Linked DNA regions of Sus scrofa: regions 1 and 2 are each linked to region 3. The links are chromatin contacts, called in public Hi-C maps. All regions are on one chromosome and are shown on one strand. Each heading gives the region's core, a stretch centred on a gene start, on an enhancer-like site or on the middle of the called end of the contact. The rest is flanking DNA. Distances are from core to core; before and after follow the strand shown. Region 1 has its middle 44 kb from the start of SLC5A12. Region 2 holds the start of KIF18A (kinesin-like protein KIF18A). Region 3 holds the start of LIN7C (protein lin-7 homolog C).

Region 1 (2,945 bases), core at 94-2,593, 670 kb after region 3:
GTTCCTGTTGTGGCTCAGCTGGTTAGGAACCCGACATAGTGTCTAGGAGGATGCAGGTTTGATCCCTGGCCTTGCTCAGTGGGTCAAGGATCTGGTGTTGCCACAAAATATGATGTAGTTTGCAAATGCAGGTGCAATTCGACCTTCCGTATACTGCAGGTGCAACCATTCAAAAAAAATAAAAAAATATAATCTCTCCACTTACCCTGATTCATTTCAAATTTAATTTGTTGTTCTCACTAAGAGAAGGGAAGAAAATATGCTGAAGGTTGTAAAAACAGCAAGTGTGAATCACCAAGGTGAATTGCACAAACACAAAATAGAAGAGATAAGGAACACAGGGGAGAAGCTTCGGGATTTTAGACATCATTAGGTGCAAATAGCATAATGTAGTTACTAAATATTCATTTACTCATAGGCTCTACTGAGAGTCAAGATATCAAAATCAAGAAAGTAATAGATGATTTCTAATAGATATGTTCAGATCATGCTGGGAAAATCAGCCTTAACATTGACATGAGAAGAAATTATTCTAGTATGTTTGTAAACACACACACACACACATACACATTTGTAAAGAGTAGGTCCTACTTCATCAGCTTGCATCATATATGAAGTCACAAAATATAGTATTTGAATAAATTGCTCAAACCCTCATTGGTCTAACTTGGCAGGATGTCCTGTTTCTCTTATTCTCCACCTTCTTGTTTCTGAAAACCCCCAGAGGTTGCTCAGTTCCAAGAGATTGATTACATCTAGGTTCCAGATGCCAGGCAAAGAGAACTAAAGAGCTAAAATAGTTCCTAGGCTCGTCTCGAATGCCATCATTCCTATGTATGTCAATGAAAACTTGTATCTAAAATTATTACACATACTAGTCACTACTGTAGTTACACTCTTTCTGCTTCAGATCTTTTCAGAGGCTACATACGCTACCCTAACCCTATCCCATACCTATGTATTGGTAAAGGGAATGTGGCCAAGATTGGTTAGATAGTAAATAGTATTTTTTTCCCCTTGGGCACATAGGGCAACTCTATTTCCTAGCCTCCTTTGAAATTAGGTTGAATAGATTCTGAGAAATGCATGTGAAAATAAGTGAGGTCTGGCAATTTCAGACTTGTGCATAATACCCTGAATACTTGCCCATGCTATTTCTTCCCCATGCACAGAAAATATCGTTATGCATTAAAATGGTGACATCATAAGATGGAAGGAGCCTGGATCCCTGACTGATTATGTAGAAGGTCTTGTGCAATAGGAGAGCTGTACAAGCGAGCTATCAGGGGGAGCTGTCCACCACACTGGAAGCGATACATAAGCCTTTATCTTGTTAAACCACAGAGATTTTGAGTGATTGTTACTACAGCATAAACTATGAGTAAAACAGAGAGCTCACCACTTGATTCCTTTGAGGATTATGATTTGCCAAGAATATACTCATACCCTTAGTCATTAATTCCAAAGCATAACCTTTTGACTAAACTAGCTTAGTTAGTCATGAACCATGTTAGAGTCAGTTCTCTTCTCCAACCATGCAAAGGTCTAGAACAATAAGCCAGATGTCTGTTTCTCCTGTTGCTAGTTCAGGTTTGGATCTCTTGGTATATTTTCTACTTGTCACATCTCAGTTGGGAACATCTCGACCCATCAGAAAATCTCCAATAGAGTTTAACTTCAGAAGCCAGTATATAAGGCATTCATTTCTTTTCAGGAGGCTCCAGATTTACCCAAATGCTCCCCAGGAGTCAGCTCTATGTGCCAAGGAGATTGAGGGGGCACAACATTTGTCAGTAATTGAGAAGCTGTGTTAAATTCTTCCTCTGGAACAGAGTTAGACAAACTATAGCATGCTGGCAAAATCTCGTCAGGGCCCCATTTTGGTATGGCCTGTAAACCAAGAATGGTTTTAACCTTTTTTTTTTTTTCTTAATAAATGAAGAAGAAAGAAGAGGAGGAGTAGGGGGAAAGCAGCAGCAATAGAGGCCTTAAGTGACCCATAAATCTTTTAAGCAGTTGTTTCATTTCCTCCCTGCCATTTTATAGCAGATGCTTCTCTGCTTTAGAGAATCAGGGGCTACAACTAACATATTTACATAGCTATTAGGAAGTAGCTAAATGACATTTTCTGGAAAAAAACAATCTACTCCAATGGGATTTTTGTGTGTGTGTCTCTTTTCAGAAATAGACATAGAAGTCATCATTTTTTACATTTTGTTTCACACAACTATCCTGCTAACAGTTAACAGTGCATGTTTGCATGTGAGTAATTTTGGAAGGTTTTATGCCAAAATATCAAAGGGGGCCCTTTTGCCTGGAAATTTTTATAGGTCATTTAAAAATACTTTTTTTGTCTGTGTTTTCTCATTTTTCTTCAGTAAATAATTATTATTTGTATTATTTTCAAAAAGGAATTTTGTTTAGTTCTGGGTGACATGAAAAATAGATCAACATATCGAATGAATCTAGAGGTAAGGCCTAGGAGAAACAATTTCAGGAACTAGGGAGAATTTTTCTGGAGAAGAGAAAACTCAGAGTTGCATTGACAGTATCTCTGAAATTTCATTAGGATCCATCAGAAAAGAAAGGCATTTAAGTTAGTTTGTGTGATTAAAAGGAATGAGATTAGGACAATAAAGCATAGCCTGCAGGGAGACAAATTTCTGCTCATTATAAGAAAACTTTTTCTGGGGAGTTCCCATTGTGGCTCAGTGGTTAATGAATCTGACTAGGAACCATGAGGTTGTGGGTTCGGTCCCCAGCCTGGCTCAGTGGGTTAAGGATCTGGCATTGCCTTGAGCTGTGGTACAGGTTGCAGACACAGCTTGGATCTCGTGTTGCTGTGGCTCTGGCTTAGGCTGGAGGCTACAGCTCTGATTAGACCCCTAGCCTGGGAACCTCTCTATGCCACGGGTGCGGCCCTAGAAAAGACCAAAAAAAGAAAA
Region 2 (3,198 bases), core at 429-2,928, 600 kb before region 3:
TTTTCAGAATAGATTAAGATAGCATATTGATATCACTTACTCTAGAAAGTATTTCAGAAACAAATGACTCCATTCTGAATTGGCTAGGTTGTACAGTTCAAGAGAAATATTTTCCTTTAGAGATTTTCCGAAAACTCTAGTGTCCCTTCAGTAAAATGGATAGTATCTACATTTCATAGGCTGTTTTGAGAATTAAATAATTAGATTAACATATGTACAATTAAATAAAATGCCCGAGATGTCAAAGGCAGACTATAGAGTACATATTTGAAATAAAATAAAAAGGCTTCTCAATTTTATACAATACCCAGTACCATACAAATCACTATCTCATTAGCTAAGATATATGTAATACAGCCAACAATTAGTAGCTTTGCTGATACTCTATCCACCATTCACAAACAATCATATAACATGCATCATATACAATAGTGCTTCTGATTTTCAATAAGAAAAAATGTCTATAATATGAAGGTTTCACCTATAATACTTTTCATTTAGTATTGTACTATCCAACATACATGGTGATGTTGAATCACTAGAATATAAACTCCAAGAGGGCAGGGATTTTTGACTCAATTGTGTGCTAGTATGTCTTTAAAATCTACAATAATAACTGCTAAATCAACAGATACAACAAGAACATAAAGAACAACAATAAAACTCAGACCATACTATTAAAAATATCCTGAGGAGTTCCCACTGTGGCACAGTGGGTTAAGAATTCGACTGCAGAGGCTCAGATCACTGTGGACACTCAAGTTCTATCCCTGGCCTAATGCAGTGGCTTAAAGTATCCAGCACTGCTGCAGATGTGGAGTAGGTCACAGCTGGGGCTCAAATGCAGTCCCAGACCTGGGAAATTCCATATGCCACGGTTGTGGCCATTAAAAAAATTACACACACACACACACACACACACACCTTGAGAAATAAAAGGTGAATTCTCTTAGAAAATACATTTCCCATTTTTTTCCAGTTTTTTTTTTTTTAAGGTGTGCATTCTAAAATAATACCTACAACCTGGGACTTAAAATCCTACTCCATCCAACAATGAACTAGGCCAATAAATTTAAATGAATTTATTTTGTAACGCCAGCATTAGAAAGAAATGTAAAAAACAGCCATACAACAAATAGTTTCACAGTCAATACTAAGGGGGTAGGCCTGGGCCCTCAAACCAAAAATCCTGAACTTTCAATTAATTGAGACGAATTGACCCCAGTTTGGTCCAAGTGAAAGTGTAAGTCGCCAGAAGAAACAGGTCCCTATACCTTCAGATCCTGGACCTGTTCCTTGAAGACCTCATTTCCGAATAGAGGAAAGGAGAAAATAAACACCCAGAACCCATTTATCCACACCCAACAGGCTCCGCCACTGCCCCTAGGAGAGGGGAACCGCCAACCCCTGCCAATACCCATCTCACTCACACCCAGAACCCTGGGACAGATCGGCCCCGCACCCCGCAGTCGAAAGGCTGCCTGAAGATCCCAGGTGGCTGCCTCCCACCTGCAGCTCCGGTTTAGCCCCGCCCACCTCGGCCAACACCTCCGGAAACTGCTGTTCTCGTTGCCACGGTGACGCGAAGCCAGGCAACTACCCTTCCGCAGCGCCTCTGAGACTCCAGGCGCCAAACTGCCGCGCGCCATCGCGAAGTCTTGCGTGATGACGTCATGAAAACCAGCCAATGAAACGAGGCGCTGAGGAAGCTGGCTTAGGTTTGAATCTCGTGGCTGAGTTTGAAACGCCGGCAGGCGGACCTTGAAGTTAAGTGTCTCCGTAACTTGTCCTGGGCCTGAGGTAAGTGAAAGGCAAGAGGAGAAAAATTCTGGTCTCGGGGAAGATTTTTTGAATGACCTGTCTCTCTGGAAGTGGAGGGGTCCCGAGGCATCAGGGGAAGAGGACCGTGTGGGCTTGTTGACAAACAGGGAAGCGTTAAGTGGGGCGGTGGGGGGAGGGTGGGCCTGGTTAGGGTCCCTGAGGTGAAAGTGAAAGAAGAAACTCGAGAACCCACTAAAATGTGACTGTGCCAGATTGGGAGACCTCGACTGCTTAACAGAAAGGGCAGGGATCTTCTGCTTTAAATTCTGAGGAAGTCGGAAATGTTAAAGGGCATCCTGGCCGCTGTCCCAGACTTTGGCAGAGCACTTTAACTGTCCGGCACCTTACAGTGTAAAGTTTCTTCCGCACTGCAGAGTGTTTTGTTTCAGACACAGATGTAAATGTAACTCAGGGCTTAACTGTCAAATGAGGAGCTTTGGTTCACAAATTTATAAACTTTTTGTCCGGCGAGGTTCTGCTGTTAGCCTGGCCGGGAACCGGCCCTGAGCCCCAGTTGTAGCATCAAGGTAGGACCTGCCAGCACTGCCTAACGGGGTTGCTGAGGATCAGGTGAGCTTCAGAAGGGATTCTGGATGACAGAGTGCTCCGCAAGAGAAAGGGACTTTAAGCACTGAGAATCATTTCTACCTTTTAATCTTAGTTTCTGAGAGACTTGCCTTGAGGAACTCATTAGGTACTCAGTTTCACAGAAGTGAAGACAGTGCTGTTTACTCTGTGAGAAGAGATTATTTGACCAGAATTTAATAATTTAGTTGTACAGTACATATATGGTTTAGGTTACTAACTATTAACAATCAGGTAGAGTGTGTGAGGAATACTACAGATTTTAGTTGGTAGTGTTGTTCCACTACAGTCAGCGCCTCCACCTTGTATTTGGGGAAGTTTCTCCTTGATGCTTAAATCTAAGTAGAAGCATTGGCTTTAACATGAAAGTTATTTCCAGTAAGAGGTTTATGTTGCATAGAGACTATGCATGATAGGGTAGAGGATAGTTCCTGGTCCTTAAAAAAAAAAAAAAAAAAAATGTCTGTTGGATTTGAATCTAATTCAGATATGAATTTGTATTTAAGAAATAATTTATGGAGTTCCCATTGTGGCCCAGCATAAACTAATCTGACTAGCATCCATGAGGATACAGGTTCGATCCTTGGCCTCATTCAGTGGGTTAAGGATCCAGCATTGCCATGGGCTTTGGTATAGGTCTCAGCTGCAGCTTGGATCTGGCATTGCTGCAGAGTAGGCCAGGGATTACAGCTCTGATTCGACCCCTAGCCTGGGAACCTCCATATGCTGCAGGTGCGGCCCTAAAAGACCAAAAAAGAAAAGAAAAAGAAAGAAAGAAAGAAAAGAAATAAT
Region 3 (2,919 bases), core at 194-2,693:
TTTGTCTTTCTCCACATGATATTCTCAATGTCTAGCAAGGTGCCCGATATAGACCTTAAATATTTAGCAAAAGTTCTTGAACATCTGTAGCAACAAATGACAGCAATGAATAAGAGATGAAAAGTACATGAATGCTTTTGCAGGACATAAGGGCCATTAAGGACCAAAGAAGGGAAACAGAATGGCCAAAAGGGAAACTTAGTGGAAGTGGCATATCTTCCACAGACCTGGAGGATGGGTTCAGTTTGAGGATGTACAGAGTATGGAAAACTAGAAGCGATGAAGAAAGGCATTCTACATAAGTACAAAATAAATGAAGACTTGGAAGCAAGAAGAAGCATGGTTTTAAACATTCCACCTCTACTGGAGTGGTTATTCCATTTGAGGGATGAGAAATGAGGTTAGATGAGTTAGGATCAGAGTTTGCAAGGCTTTAGGAATAGGAATTGGGGGGGGGGAAGCCATTGAAAGTTTTTGAGCAGTAACCTTTGATGATGGAATCAGGGTTCAAGGGGGAAAAAAGAGTCTAATGGTGGCATTCATGATGGAAGAGAAGAAAATACTATAGTTGAATGGAAAGGATGTATGGGGCAACAGAGAGGTCGTTAAAACCATCTTGTCATGAAGTGTTAAACACTCCTTTGTAAGAGCACCCCACAGATTAGCAGTGCAGACTGGAGCTTGAATAAATACTAGTGGAATTGAAATGCTGGGCAAATTAATATTTCACACTCAAATTAAGGCCTAAAATTGGTTTTGGCTCATGAAATTTTCAAAAGTAGTCCTAAGAATCTAGAGTGTTTTAAGAATATTATTTGCTTCCTAATATTTCATTTATATAAGGTTTTTGATGAGCTTTTAAAAATTCCTACTTTGAGATGCACCCAAGTGTCTTGTTTTCTCACTCACCCAAGAGTGTTTCATGACTTTTGCACTTTCCATCCTTTTTTTTTTTGCCTTTTGTGTTTTTTAGGGCCGCACCCAGGGCATATGGAGGTTCCCAGGTTAGGGGTCTAATTGGAGCTGTAGTTGCAGGCCTACACCACAGCCACAGCAATGGCAGATCTGAGCCCACAGCTCACAGCAATGCCGGATTCTTAACCCACCGAGCAAGGCCAGGGATGGAACCCGAAATCTCATGGTTCCTAGTAGGATTCGTTTCCGCTGCGCCAGGACGGGGAACTCCGTACTTTCTATCCTTATTCTCAGATTTCTAGGGAAGATCTATGCCTTGGATTGGTAAATTAATTAAAGCAATGGAGCCACAAATGCGGAATTTATAATATCTCACTTACACACGTCACCGAATCTCACTTAGAATCTAAAGAAATCGGAGATCGGACTCTTTGTCCGACAGAGGGGAAGACTGAGGCCGAAAGAAGGTAAGTGAGCAGTCCAGGCTCACAGAACCAAGGGGTAACAAGAATCCAGACTCCACCACATGGAGCCAAGGGTTGCAAACGGGTGGGATAGCTAAGAATGGGGAAAGAATTGGGAGGGAGACTCTTTTCAACTATAGGAGGCCGGGGGATTGGAGAACCTGACAAGCACTGAAGATGCAGCCCAAGGCCACCCTCTGGAGCCCGCTCAGCCCACGGGAAGATCCCCGCGAGCCCCAGCTCGGTTGCTCCCGCTCTCGCGATACTGGCTCGGTTGCTCCCGGCTCCTGCTAAGCCCCGCCCCTCCACCGCAGCCCCTCTATCGTCATTTCCTGTGGGTCTGCAGGCAAAGGGAGAAGATGGCGGCGTTGGGGGAACCTGTGCGACTGGAGAGGGGTGAGTGGGGACTAGGCCGGGACTGTCGTGGACGGAGAAGGTGGGGGAGTGCCTTTCCGCCGTGGGGGTGGGGGGCAGCTAAGCTCTGAGATCTGGAATCAGTCTTTTCTTCGCGCTGGCGCCGGTGGCCGCCGACGTTGCTGCGCCTGGCCCCAGGGGGAGAGCTTGCTGCTCTTGACTGATACCCAGACCCACCTCTATTCACACGGACAGTCGCGAAGCACAGTACTGTTCGACCCCACCTGTCTGCGTTCGCAAACACACTCTGCACACGCGTTCTCTGGATGGGTATGGCAGACGCAGCGTTCGGAGACGTGTCTAGCTAAGCAAACATCACACGCCCAGTTGTACAGACTACACTCACTGCCCGTATTGACCTGTGCACAATCCAGTGTCCCCGCCTTACTCACACAGCCCGGCTTCACAGTACATTGCCACAGAACCCACCTTATTTATGCACGAACGCTGTCGTTACTTCGACCACAACCCCACTTGTATTTCTATCGGGTTGTGTTCTGGCTGTGGTCCCCCTCCCCGTACGGAGAAGGTGCTTTAAAAACAATCTTACTAATGTCCAGGGAAGAAGGTTACATAACTAGTTGGAATTGTGGTAGATTGTAAAATACTTAATAGTGTAGTTTTTTTCCTTCTTTACAAATCCTACAATTGCTAACTGGCTGGGTGCTTGCTTTGTAGAGCAGGCTGTCAAGGAAAATAAAACCTTTCTGCTGAATGACTGGAAATCGAAAAGCCAGTTAAAGTACATAGCTATGAGCCTAGAAGAGGCCTGTTGAAGATTTTCAGCATTCCCCTCTTTCCTCCCAAGTCCTTTTTTTCAAATAACTTCATGCATACTTTTGACATGCTAGTATTAGGAGTCGTAAGAGTCAAAAAGTATGAAGTACACATATGGAGTACTAGTGATAAAGTATAGGATGGAGATTGAAAATATCTTGCAGATATTAACTTTTGCATTTACTGTCTGAGTGTTAAGTAACTTCCGCTCTAAGGAGAGAATGCATTTTTAGAATTATTGTAGTTGGTGAACTCTTTCCTTGTGCCTTTACAGAAACAAATGCACACTAGACATTGTTTATTCCTTATGGTGTTCACTACTTGTAAGTTACTTTACAAGTGATGTTGT

The links. A called contact is a pair of places that touch in the nucleus more often than the background predicts.
Region 1: a Hi-C map of embryonic fibroblasts shows a contact between it and region 3, with 2.2 times the contacts expected there. The contact joins the enhancer-like site here to the promoter of LIN7C in region 3. A contact is called at or near these places in 11 of 47 Hi-C or Micro-C datasets (embryonic fibroblasts, epiblast stem cells, fetal heart ventricle and 7 more).
Region 2: a Hi-C map of embryonic fibroblasts shows a contact between it and region 3, with 2.8 times the contacts expected there. The contact joins the promoter of KIF18A here to the promoter of LIN7C in region 3. A contact is called at or near these places in 1 of 47 Hi-C or Micro-C datasets (embryonic fibroblasts) and 1 of 2 datasets of contacts at active chromatin or transcription factors (alveolar macrophages).

The regions. Positions count from the first base shown.
Region 1 is chr2:33,515,823-33,518,767 of Sscrofa11.1, forward strand. No RefSeq gene overlaps it. Among named protein-coding and RNA genes, the nearest start is that of SLC5A12, 44 kb to the right of the region's middle. Within about 2 kb of position 1,344, at least 4 of the 83 cell types and tissues checked have an H3K27ac peak or open chromatin away from gene starts, as enhancers often do. A contact at or near this core is called in embryonic fibroblasts, where this site is marked.
Region 2 is chr2:32,242,395-32,245,592 of Sscrofa11.1, forward strand. KIF18A (kinesin-like protein KIF18A) reads left to right here and starts at 1,679. Exons shown (of 17, transcript XM_003122903.4): 1 at 1,679-1,800. METTL15 (probable methyltransferase-like protein 15) reads right to left here and starts at 1,680. Exons shown (of 7, transcript XM_005654689.3): 1 at 1,537-1,680. The coding sequence starts at 1,675.
Region 3 is chr2:32,843,485-32,846,403 of Sscrofa11.1, forward strand. It overlaps LIN7C (protein lin-7 homolog C), which reads left to right and starts at 1,444. Exons shown (of 5, transcript XM_003122904.4): 1 at 1,444-1,775. The coding sequence starts at 1,739.